Regions from separate parts of the Callithrix jacchus genome. Here region 2 is linked to region 1. Evidence: chromatin contacts called from public Hi-C data. All regions are on one chromosome and are shown on one strand. The core of a region is the stretch at or near the end of the contact, and the rest is flanking DNA. Distances in the headings are between cores, read along the strand shown. Region 1 overlaps LOC144580311 (a long non-coding RNA gene). Region 2 has its middle 400 kb from the start of HLX.

Region 1 (6,754 bases), core at 1,149-3,648:
CAGGCAGATCACCTGATGTCAGGAGTTCAAGACCAGCCTAGCCAACAAAGTGAAACCCCATCTTTACTGAAAAAAAAAAAAAAAAAAAAAATAGCTGGGCTTAGTGGTACATGCCTGTAATCCCAGCTACTCTGGAGGCTAAGGCAGGAGAATCACTTAAACCTGAGAGGTGGAGGTTGCAGTGAGCCAAGATCACGCCACTGCACTCCAGCCTGGGCAAGAGAGTGAGGTTCTATCAAAAAAAAAAAAAAAATGTCCAAAATAAATACTGACAATATTGAGTGCTGACAAGGATGCAGAGTAAGTGGAATTCACATACATGATGGCTACAGCAACTCTGGGCGATGGCTTGGCAGCTTCTTTGTAAAGTGAAACATACGTCTACTCTATGACTCCACAGACCAATCCTGAGTATTTACCTTAGGGAAATGAAAATGTGTGTTCACATGAAAACTGATAAATATTCAGAGTAGCTTTTTTTTTTTTAACAGTAGTTTGAAACTGAAAATAGCTTAAATGTCCCTTAATGAGTGAAAGAATAAATAAACTGCAATACTGCATATGATAGAACACTATTCAGTAATAAAAAAGAACAACTTAGATAACTCCATGCTGAATAAGAGATTCCAGTCTCAAGAGACAGAATTACGGTGGTGGAGAAGAGATCAGTGATTGCCAGGGATTGTGGTGGAGGGAGAGGGTGACTGTAAAGGGATAGCATGGGGAAGCTCTCAGGGGTCATGGCACTGTTCTGTATCCTCTTTGTGGTGGTTACACAAATCTATACCTATGTAGAAATCCATAGAGCTGTACATCAAAGAGAAAAGTCAACTTTACTATAGGATAATTTGGAAAACAATTTTTTTAAGGCCAATGCATTTCTATTCGACTTTTCTATTCACAGTTTGTTGTCAACCTCATCTTTACTTAACTGATGACATCCTGTTTTCGCTAATACTGCTTGCCTGGCAGGGAGAAGTGAGGCATGTGTGAGGCATTGCAGATACAGAGATGAGTCAGGCAGAGGCCTTTCACGCAAAGGGCTTACCACCTGGGCAGGGAAATGAGACAGGGAAGTGAAGAGACGTCATCAATTTATGCTGCAGAAATTCAAGGGGTGAGAAATCCCTGGTCACCGTGGAAATGTAAGCACAAAGCGTGTTTTCTTAACTCAACCAAGAAGGAGTAATTGGTTCTGTTTACTGTTTTCTTACCAAATATATTTTTTGGAGGGGAATGGTGAAGACTTCCTTGCTTTGATCAAAAATATTAAATTAAAAAATTTCATTAGTTGATAGGAAAAGTGCCTGCTGGGTTGTACATTTACTGAAACATGGTCTGTGTCTAATTCCATTTACATATTTCGATAACCAGCACTCTGACTGTAGAAGTCTCATCATTCACTAAATATTTATTAAATGAATTGATGAAAGATAACATCATAAGCACAATGTTTAAATCCCTGCTAGTCATGAGGTTATTTTTTACTGAGTTGTCATATTCATCAGTATAGCTTCTGTCATAGTCATTTGGAGATGAAACATATTTTAATTACTATGTGCATAGTCCATTCTGTGGCTGTGTAGGTGGCACTCCCCAGGGGAAAGTCCCCAAAAGTGAGTCACCGTGATTATTCATGTCCTGTGGCAGCAGTCTTTGAAACCAATATCTACAGGAAATAAATACCAGGAATGTGAATGCAGATGCTTTGAGAAGACCACTAATCCTGCTATGATAAGTAACTGGGCAGTTATTCAAGCAGGGTGTTTTTAGTGCCATGGAAACAGACAGAGTTGGTGTTTTCCAGGGGAAAGTGTTTTAAATCCAGAGTCCTACCTAATCTGGATATAAATATGCTGTTATGAATCTAGCTTCCTAAACCAAGCCCTACCTTAATTTCCTCATCTGAGTGATAAAGGTCACCCACCACAGTCTGGTGTGAATTCATGGCAATTAAAGTTCTTACTTAGAAGTCATTATTTTTATTCCCATCTGGGCAAAAGTCAAGTTCAAAATCAGAGTTGTATCAGGGCTCAGCTTCTGTGATCCGTCAGACCATTTCTGTTTAGAAGTGAGTTTTGTAAAGTAAGTGCTAAGTATTTTAGGCAAAGAAACCCAGCTGTGAAAATACTGCTAACATTTGTACAGTTGTTTTATATGTGGATTTATTTTTACTTGCACTTACTTTAGTGCGATTCTTTGCAGAGAAGTTCCTCTTCCCCTCCTCTCCTTCCCCATGGCTGACTCTTGCTGCCTCTCATGGGTCTTTTGAGAAATGACAGTCTCTCTCCCTAATCCTTATGGGTCACAAGTGTTCTGCATCATGGCACACCCTTGACTAATTAGCATTAATAAGCGATGCTGGGAGAAAGAACCCTGGAGAAAAAGCAGAAGGCTTATTTTTGCCAAATTGGAATCGACCCAGCTAGCAAAATTTTCCAGCGTACTTTCTTGCTCTCCTGACTCTTGTGTGTTCCTGCTGCCTAAACATACATTTCTGACATGAGGTCTTGGACAGCCCATGAAAAACACTGCCCTGCAAACCTTTTGTTCCAGGGGATATGGGGACTTTATTTGTTTAATATACTTTTCCTAAACTGTCTACTGTGTGCAGGCCATGAGGGATGATAAGGCATCATTTCTGCCTTTTATCTCTTTGTGATGTTTTAGCAGAGATGTAGTAAAGATACATCAAACTATATATTAGTTATTGAGCACTTACTGTGTGAAAGGCATCGGGCTAGGTACAAATAGAAGAGCCTTGTGGAATAAACCGACTTCAACAGGCAGGGAACCAAAACAGGACAGGACAGGTAGGCTGTACAGCAAAAGGAAAAGCTCAAAGGCAGGAAAGTAAGGGCCAATTAGAGGGCTCTGATTTGGAAATCCAAAGCAAAGGGGCTTAGTGGGAACCTCTGGGTCTACATGTAAAAGCAGGGTTTCAAGGAGATATTTATTCTACCCATGTTCATAGCAGCATATTCACAATAGCCAAAACAAGGGAGCAACCCAAAGGTCCATCAGTGGATGAAAGAATCACAAAACGTGATCTGTATGTGAGTGAAATAGCCTTAAAGAAGAAGAAAATCCTGTGGAGCCCTGCAACATGGATAAGGCTTGAGGTCAGGATGCTGATGAAATAAGCCACTCTACAAAAAGAAAATACTGCATGATTCCACTTACATGACATTATTTAAGAGAAATCACAGTCATAGAACCAGAATGTAGTATAGGGAGGGTTTCAGGGGCTGTAGGGGAGGAGAGAAAGAGGAGCCATTGTTTAATGGGTATAGAATTTTGGATTTACAGGACAAAAAGTTATGGAGATGGATAGGGGTGATGGATGCATATTATGAATGCATTTAGTAACACTAAACTATACACTTAACATGGTAAAAATTGTAAATTTTATGGGTATTTTACCACAATAAAAAAATGGAAAAAAATGGGCATAGTGGAAAAACTCAGGATTCAAATCCTACCTCTTTCTCTTATACACTGATTCTTCATATACAGACAAAAAATAACAATTACACTTTTCAGGGTTATTGTAGATATTTAGCAAAATCCACTTAATACATGGCAGGCAGTCAGTTAAAGATGGTTTTTACTATTAGTCAGTTTGCCTATAGCAAACAATTTATGAAGGAGAACATGGAAAATGAGGTGGAAAGAGCAGTTTAGAGCCTCAAGTGAAATGCCTTGAGTGCCTAACTATAAAATGGAGCTTTATTCTGTGCCATGAGGAACCAAAGATGGTCAGTGAACAAAAGAGTGACAGGATCATGGAGCTGTTTTCAGAACAAAGAGGAGTGGATTAGGAGCAGGGGGAGAAGCTCACCAAATAGCTGCCAATTGCTTCGGTGGTTCTGCTGAGAAAATGGAAAGGAAAAGGTTTATTCGAAGTGACAGTACTTTGCTATCAGAACATTTTTATCCTACTTTAAATAAAATTCAACGTTATATGAAGAAACATTCAGGTAGAATGTAAATAAGTTAATGTTGTCCGTGCTTGATCAATTCCCCCCCCTTTTTTTTTTTTTGAGGCAGTCTTGCTCTTGTTCCCCAGGCTGGAGTGTAATGGCGTGATCTTGGCTCACTGCAACCTCTGCCTCCTGGGCTCAAGCTATTTATTCTGCTGTCTCAGTCTCCCGAGTAGCTGGGATTACCGGCACCTGCCACCATGCCTGACTAATTTTTGTATTTTTAGTAAAGACGGAGTTTCACCATGTTGGCCAGGCTTGTCTTGAACTCCTGTCAGGTGATCCACCCACCTTGGCCTTTCAAAGTGCTAGGATTACAGGCAGGAGCCACTGCGCCCAGCCAATTCCCAATTTTTTAATCAAACACTACATGTTTGGTGACAAAACATAAATGTGACATGGCATCCTTCCATCAGTACACACTTCGTGTGTTAAGAAAAAGCAAGCCCCTGATTTCATAAATCTCAGACCAGACAGCACATCAGGTTCTGGGAGCCTTCTGCCTCTAAGGGACCACTAAGCTTTCAAGGGTCTACACAGACCTAAAGAAAGACTTATAGGATTAATCACTTTGGAACCAGGTTACCTCAAAGACTTTCAGATGTTTATTTTGACATCTAGGCACATTTGGAAGAGAGCAACATAATTCCCAAAAGAAGAAATCATTGAATAAAAGTGTGTGTTAAAAAGAGTTGCACAGCCATTAGAATCATGTGTTTATGAAACAATGCTTCCAATATATTAAATAAACTGACCTAGAAGAAAATGTTCATTAGGATATCACTTCTGTTACAAAGTTAAACATATATTAACATAATATTATGTATATAAGTACAGATCTGAAAAAACACACATTACTTTTTTTTCTTTTTTTAGACAGAGTCTCAATCTGTCACCAGGCTGGAACGTAGTGGCACAATCTCAGCTCACTGCAACCTCTGTCCCCCAGGTTCAAGTGATTCTCCTGCCTCAGCCTCCCAAGTAGCTGGAACTGCAGGCACACGCCACCACAGCCAGCTAATTTTTGTATTTTTAGTAGAGATGGGGTTTCACCATGTCAGCCAGGGTGGTCTCAATCTCTTGACCTCGTGATCTGCCCACCTTGGCCTCCCAAAGTGCTGAGATTACAGGCGTGAGCCACCACGCCCTGTCTACATTCGATTTTTAACAGTGATTGTCTACGACTGAAGAAATTATGATGGTTTTAAATGACAGATTACAAACTGCCAGCTTAAGGTTGCATTTGCCTTCTAGATATGTCTGTTCACTTAACCTTTTCTGTTCTGTGACCTCACTTTACACTGTTTTCAAAGGACCTACCCACTTTGTGTATATTTAGATTACCTGCCGGAGCACCGTAGGTGTTCCTGGGTGAAATTTTCATCTTGGTGCTTTTCACAACAAACAGGTTTTAATTTTTATATGAGAAAAGCAAAAGTTTTAATAATTAGCATCAGTTTGCAGTGTGCATATTAGAGTTAAAAATAATTTCCTTTAGAAAAATTAGATAAATAATTCCCCTTCTGCTACCCTTAGTCCTAGGGTATGAGAAACAACAGCACACTTTCTATCGTCCCCATAGGAGAATCCTCAGCTGATAGCTCTGGGTATGACAGGCCCTACATCAGCCCTTGTTTTCAAAGGCTCTGAACATTCTGATCTTAACACTTGGGAGAGAAAACCAGAATAAAATATTTATATATGTATATGGTCAGTATTTAAAGTGGGAGAATAATACAATTATTATTCAATACATGCAATTTTGGAATGGACAGAATCTTTAAAAATATAAATTGCTTGAGTGAGGAAAATCAAAGCAATTTTTGGTGGTAGTAAATTCAATATCATTCATTTAATCCGATAGCTTCATTTTACAAATTGGGAAATTAATAACCAAAGACATACATTAGATAAGACTTGATTAATGAGATACTTGAATAGAATACCACATAGATCTTATGCAGTGGTTTCTGGGGACCAGGTCCTTGTCCACATGTAATACAGACTCATTCAATCCTCTCAGCAGCCTGTATGGTAGGTGTGAATTAGGCCGTAGTGTTTGTTTCATTTCCAAATATATTAACAGAGATGGACAGAACACAGCAATATAGACATTAGAGCTGATGACGCCCTTATTGATCAGCTTTCCCAATGTCCACATTTTATGAGTAAAGAAACAGACGACCATGCATATTTGATAACTTGCCCAAAGTCAGTGGCTTCTAGGACTAAAATTCCAGCATCCTGGCTGTATTCCAGGTGCTCTTTCATCATGTCATGTTCCCTTCATGTGTGAACTGGAAAATAAATAAGTTAAGGCCAGGCACATTGGCTCACACCTGTAATCCCAACACTTTGGGAGGCCAAGGCGGGTGGATCACCTAACATCAGAAGATCAAGACCAGCCTGGCCAACATGGTGAAACCCCCTTTCTACTAAAAATACCAAAATTAGCCAGGTGTGATGATGTCTGCTTGTAGTCCCAGCTACTTGGGAGGCTGAGGCAGGAGAATCACTTGAACCCAGGAAGTGGAGGTTGCAGTGAGCCCAAATCCCTCCCGTCACTGCACTCCAGACTAGTCAACAGAGCAAGGCTCCATTTCAAAACAAACAAACAAACAAACAAACAAATATCTAATAAAATAAATAACTTAAATTACTAACATTTTGACTTAATAAAGTAGAATGATATAAAGAAACCATTAAGAAAGTCAAGAAAAGCTATTATTGAAAAATGAAGAATATATTTTAAAACATTATAATAAGGACTT
Region 2 (6,754 bases), core at 2,342-4,841, 170 kb before region 1:
TGAATCAAAATGCAGTCAAAATACTGTATTTGCATTTTATTGATCAAAATGCAAAAGCTAAAATATACCAATTCTTAAAGAAAATGATTTAAAAAAATATTTGTGCCTTGGGTAGGTGAAAAGTTTCTAATTAATGAACCCAAAAGCACGGTCCATAAAAAGACAAATTGAACCTTATCAAAATGTAAAATGTTTGTGTTACAAAAAGCATCACTAAGCTAATGGAAAAACAAGTTCTACATAGGGAGAAAACATTTGTCAGTCATATTTTTTATAAAGAACTTGCATCTAGACTATATAAAGAATTTTATAACTCAATAAGTCAATTCAATTTAAATGAGCAAAAGATTTGAATAGACACTTTACTAAAGAGGATATTCAAATTGCCAATAATTATTGTGCATAAAATAGATTTAACTATGTTAGTTATAAGGGAAATGCAAATTAAAATCATAATGATATACCTCTACACACCCATTAAAGTGGCTATAAATACAAAGACAATTCCAAGTATTATGATCAAATGGAGAACTTGGAATCATCATGCAATCTGGTTGGGGATATCAAATGGTACAGACACTTTGGAAAACAGTGTGGCAGTTTCTTAAATAGGTAGTAACAAATATATATGACTCAGCAATTTTACTGCTAGGGATCTATCCCAGAAAATAAAAGCATATATCCACACGAAGTTATGTACATGAATGTTGATAACCAAAAAATGGAAATCCAAATGTCTATCAAGCAGTAAATAGATTTTTTAAAATAGTATATCCACATAGTGGAGTGCTCTGCTGCAATAAACAGGAAAAAAACCTACTGATTTATGCTACAACATGATGAACCTCATAAATATGGTGCTGAAAGATGCCATATGTAAATAACTACATACTGTATGCTTCCATCTATATGAAATCTTCAAAAGAGGTACATTTATAGAGACAGGAAACATACCAGTAACTGCTTGGTCCCTGAGAACAGTGGTAGGAATGAACTGTAAATAAGCACGAGCGTACTTTTTGGAGGTTGGGAAATGTTATAAAACTGGATTGTGGTGTTGATCGCACACCTCTATAAATCTGATTTAAAAATCATTGACTATTACACTTATGGTACATCAATTAGATACTTAAATTATATCTAACAAAGCTGTTAAAGAAGAAAAGGCTTATTGCTTATTGTACATGTATCATTTCCAGGCACTGCACTAGGCAGTGGTGACAGAGAGAGATAAAGTCAGACAAAAAAAAAAAAACCCTGCCATCGTGGAGCTTACAATTTGCAATAATTAATATCAGATTTTGAGCAGGCTGACACTGTCTGCTTGTGAAATTTCAGAAACAAACAAGCCATGTTAAAAATATTATATTGCTCCCCAAAGCTCTGCTTTTACGTAATTTACATTTATTGTAGGGGATTCAGAGGAGATGAAAAATGAGGATATAAAAATATGAATAAATGCATTTTAGGAGGTGGTAAGTACTGTTAATAAAAAGAAATCTGAGATATAAAGAACTCCTAAAACTCAACATCCAAAAAACCAACTCAAAAATGTGCCTAGGACTTGAGTAGATATTTCTCCAAGAAACATATACAAATGGCCAAAATCATATTAAAAGATGCTCAGTATCACTAATCATTAGGGAAATGCAAATCAAAACTGCAATGAGATACATCTCACACCCATTAGAATGGTTACTAAAAAAAACACAGAAAACAAGTGTTTGTGAAGATGTGGATTAATTGGAAACCTTTGTGTACTGTTGGTAGGAGTGTAAAATGGTACAGCCGCTCTGGAAACAGTATGGTGGTTTCTCAAAATATTAAATAGAGAATACCCCTGTGATCCAGAAACTCAATATCCAGGTACCTAAAAGAATTGAAACCAGAATCTTGAAGCAATACTTGTAAACCCATGTTCGTGACAGCATTATTCATTATAGCTAAAACATAGAAGTAATCAAGTGTTCATCTTTGGATAAATGCATTAAGCAAAATATGGTATATGTGTACAATGGGATTATTTAGCATTATAAAGGAAGAAAATTCTGACATATGACTTGGATGAACTTTGCAGATATGTTAATTGAAAAAAGCTAGTCACAAATGTACATATGTTATATGATTCCACTCATCTGAGACACTTAGTAGTCAAAATCCTAAAACAAAAAGTAGCATGGTAGTTGCCAGGGGCTTATTGTATAATAAACAAGAATTTCTGTTTCATATGATGAAAAGAGTTTTGGAGATGGATGAGGGTAATGCTTATACAACATTATGAATGTGCTTAATTATGAATATGTTTAATACATACAATATATTTAATATGTTTGATGATACATTTTATATTATGTGTATTTTATCACAGTGAAAACATTGAAAAAAATTAGAGAAAATAAAGAGTGATGGAGCCAGAGAGAAGAGGGTGTGGTGTCTAAATATGATGGTAATAGAAGACCTCCTTGATAAGATAATATTTGCTAGAGACCTGGCAGAACGAATAGAAAGCCATGAAGATGTCTGGATAAAGAACATTCCAGGCAGAGGAAACTGAGTTAGGGACATGCATGGCCTCTTTGAGGACTGGCAAGGAGGTCAACGTAGTTGGAACAGAGTAGATGAGCAGAAAGTGGAGATGAAGTCAGAGAGGGAACTGGGGCCAGATCATTTGGGACCTTGAAACATTTGGTACGACTTTAGATTTTTACTGTGAGTGAGCTTAGGGACCACGAGACGGTTTCTAGCAGAAAAAGGAGAAAATCTAACATGTTCTAATAGTTCTTTCTGGTGGCTGGTAGAGAACAAACTAGATTGCAAGGTTGCAAGTAGGGAGAATAGTTCAGAAGCTACTGCAGTCATCCAGGAGAGAGATGCTGGTGGCTCATATCAGGGTAGCAGCCCCTACATGACAAGAAGTAGCCCAGGAGATACTGCAACTATAGAATCAACAGGATTTGCTGATTTCACAGGTGGGAGAAAGAAGGGAATCAAGGATGACCCTAAGGTTTCTGATTGGAGCAACTGGACCAGATTGTGAAGCAAGTGTCTTTAAGAGGGCTAACACTTTAGCCTAAGACTGCAGGTAGGAATTCGTGAAAGTTGATTGCTGAAATCCTGATGGAATGGAATAGCAGAATGAGATAGCTGTGCTTTCTTTATATGGTACTTAAGCCATGTATCTGCATATACAGGGACTATGCAACTGTTTTTCTTTGCTCCTGATACCACAGTTACAAAGGATTCCATTGCTGCCACTCAGGAAACAGCCAAGTGTTTCTACGTCTTGGGCTCAAATTCCTGACATTTGAAAGATGGCGGCTGCCATCGTTTTCTGCAGTATCTCAAGCGTATTCTCCACCAGATGGCAGCACTGAAATTCAGAGGCCTTCACAGAGCCTCCTTGCCTGGTGAATACAAATACGAAGCTTTAGGCTCCTGCACACAAGTTGTTTCAGTTTCTCTCCTGTTCCCCCTCCTCCACTAAAGGCAACTCCTTCCAATAGTCAGCCTTCTAGACTGTAAGAGAAGCTTTTAACATTTTAATGTCTTGTCACATTACTCACTAGTCTCATCCAGGCCCAGGAAACCATTTCCTGGAGGCCTCTTTTTTATTTGTGCTCGTTAGCTGCGCTAATACATTCTCCTGGAAACCACGGTTTAATAAATTTCATAGCGCATGACCAGTGGACTTAATGAATATTAGTCAGTCGAAGCGATTTCTGTTTATTCAGCTTCTCTTTCCTCTCCTCCCTTCCCCTACCCAGACCTCATTCTGTGGAATGATAATAATACACAGAGAGCTGGCTGGCCACAGAAGACTCTCAAAACAAGGCGAAAAAGGATCTTTCTGAGCTCACACCTGTTTTAAGAGTTGTTATCCTTAAAACGAAAAGCTGTAGGGATTCACTGGGCTCTTTCCTTGTAGCTCCCTGTGGACTTAGCTATTAAACCGCAGGGAGGAGCCCAGCCTTCAGAGCACTTAAAAGTACTTATGTCAAATCCATCCCATTCTTCCGGCCCCCGTTCCTCAATCCAGCCACCATTCCCAAGGGCTGCAGCACATTACAGGGCATTCACTTCATATGAATGGGCACACACAGACTTTTTCACCATTTCGATATGTCTAACATTTGCAGGCACATCCTGTAGGCTGCCTCAAACAGCCTTAATTTCAATTTACTGTCTCCCCAAGGGTCTTGCCATTCTGCCGAAAGTAGAAAACCCAATGATCGTTTCTCCTCTCCGACCTCTCACCCCAGGCTCTCTCTGCCCTCCTCCTCTTTCAAGGAAAAGCTGTATTGGGAGGAGCATTTTGCTCCAGATGAATAGAATGAAGTTTTGATGCTTCTAACAGCACGTGTGATCTTTTATTTTTTAAAAATAATGAACAAGCTACAGCAGATTACCACATTTGGGAAGTGTTCAAAGTCGGCACAAAGTCCAGCAAATGCTGTCTTGGGTCCTCCTGGAATGTGACTACACAAGACAGCATGAAATCACAGTTTTGAACTTTTACGTTGTCGTTTGTAATCTGCTAGGTCTAACTCTAGACAACTTTTTAGCAGGGAAATTCCAAGGCATATGCAGGTTGAGAAAATAGTGTGATGAACTTCAATGCACCTGTCCTTGAACGCTCACATGAATCAACATGTGGCCAATCTCGTTTTATCAAATCCTCTTCTCACACATGCATGGCTTTTGTACTTGGAGATTTACAAACAAATGGCAGATGTTGTGTCTTTTTCTCCGTAAACACTTTGGCATACCTTGTTAATGGATAAGAACTTTATTTTTAGCATAATCACCATGCCAATATTACACTTAATTAATGGTAACTCCTGAGTTATCTAATACCGAATGCATATTTTTTCCTAATTAACTCAATATATACATTTTTAACTGTTTCAGAATCCAAACAAGACCCACTCACTGCATTGGTTATTTTTTCCTTAAGTCTCTTGTTTTGTAACAGGGCCTCCTCTTTCTTCTCTTCCCACTCCTCTTTCTCTTCCTTCTCCTTCTCTAGTTTTATGCCACAGATCTGTTGGGAATATCCACATTTTGTCTGCAGAAATATTCCATACTGTAAATTTGACTGATTGTTTCCTTATGGTGTCATTGAATTTGTTCTTGTGCTGTTAGGCATATTTCTGACAGAGAAAATGTTAGCCAAGGTTTTCACTCTTATACTGAATAAAAACATTAGAGTATTGGGTGAAATCCTCATTTTGCTTTGGCTTCTGGAGCTACACTTACTGTTAATTCATTCAACAAATATTAATTAGCTCTTACAATACCAGGCACTGTACTGGGCTTTGGGAATGCAGAGTGATGAAGCGGGTTGGGAATAGGGGATAACTGAGAAAATCATGGAGCTTATCATTGTGAAACTTAGGGGTCGTGAGTTTCAAAGCACCACTTAAACAAACACCTGTTTGGGTTCTCCTAACACCCTTCTAAAGACCGTCAAGCTGTAGAGCCCTCTCAAATTTGCTGAAGAATACTGAGGATGAAGTGATAGATGCTTTAGACAGGAACTATACCAGAAATCACTAATGGAGAAGTCAGACACCATTACCCTTGGACTTCTGGATTTCAGTCTTTTGATAAGCTAATTTTAGATCCCAAACTCTGTCACAGGTGGCTCAGTACTGCTAAAAAGATTTAGGCAACTCCTGAACAAAATTAATATCAGGGTATCAACTTGTATTAGCCTAAGTTACAAAAGAAGTTAGTTCCTCAAGAGTTCCTTAATCCTGACACCCATCTCCAAGAAATCCACCAATACATCAAAATAAGAAACACATTGGAAGATAGTGCACAGAGACTAAACGCAACTGAAATCAAAGTTGCCCAAAACAAAACTTCTCTTACTTACCAGTGTGGGATAAACTCTGCTATTTCCAAATCTATTGGTTTGATTTTTTATTTTATTTTCAAAAAACGCTGGCTGCAACCCAATGAATGAATTTTGTGACCCACCAATGAGTCATGATCTGCTGATTGAACTGCGGTCTTTGGAAAAGGTTTGACATTTGGATAAGATGGGGTCATGAGCCATCTGCTTGAACTATGCAGTTGAGGCTTAGTTTTGTAAAAGCCCAGATTTTGTGCCTTTGAAATCATATAGGAGGAAGGGATTGAGGTAGGGGGTTTTCAGAAGTTGTAAACAATATCAAGGCCTTCCTCCTATTTATTTTTTTTTTCTGGCTAGAAGAAGTGTAAGCAGACAGAGGGAGACACTTGGGACAAAGTAAGACCCTTGGGAATTTCAAGTCTCTTATTTTTAAGGAATGAGACAAAAAATTTTTAAGGTAGCACCACAAGCCGGATGTTTTCTCATCTTATGCAGTCCTCATAATAATGTAACTGAGTAGCCTTTACATATGTTACATGGGAGAAAAGTTGGGCTCCCGGAGATTGAGTAAGTAAGAGGAACCAGCTATTAACCAGCTCACAGAGGCCGTATCTCCTGGCAATTGGAGACCGACAGAGGCTGGAGCCGGACAGTCTTCACTCTGAATCCTTGCTGTGGCACTTAGTGATTGTCAATGAGTAAGTGAGGAATAAATAAGATAAAATGTACAAACACTCGGCATCTAGTAGTCACAGATTATTTGTATGTACGTAAGATACATATATATGTTAAATTATGCATATATGAGATATATATACACACACATATAAGATAGACATTAAAATTTTTGTTTTTAAAATTATCCCTTGGAACCAGATGATATGTCAAAAGTACTGG

What was found. Hi-C and Micro-C count contacts between places; a contact is called where the count stands out from the background.
Region 2: a contact with region 1 is called in a Hi-C map of skeletal muscle, with 5 times the contacts expected there. The contact joins two enhancer-like sites. A contact is called at or near these places in 3 of 3 Hi-C or Micro-C datasets (induced pluripotent stem cells and skeletal muscle).

Annotation. Positions count from the first base shown.
Region 1 is chr19:7,157,780-7,164,533 of calJac240_pri, reverse strand. All of the region lies in intron 1 of LOC144580311 (a long non-coding RNA gene), which reads right to left. Among named protein-coding and RNA genes, the nearest start is that of DUSP10, 280 kb to the right of the region's middle. Within about 2 kb of position 2,398, at least 4 of the 16 cell types and tissues checked have an H3K27ac peak or open chromatin away from gene starts, as enhancers often do. A contact at or near this core is called in skeletal muscle, where this site is marked.
Region 2 is chr19:7,330,633-7,337,386 of calJac240_pri, reverse strand. No RefSeq gene overlaps it. Among named protein-coding and RNA genes, the nearest start is that of HLX, 400 kb to the left of the region's middle. Within about 2 kb of position 3,591, at least 1 of the 16 cell types and tissues checked has an H3K27ac peak or open chromatin away from gene starts, as enhancers often do. A contact at or near this core is called in skeletal muscle, where this site is marked.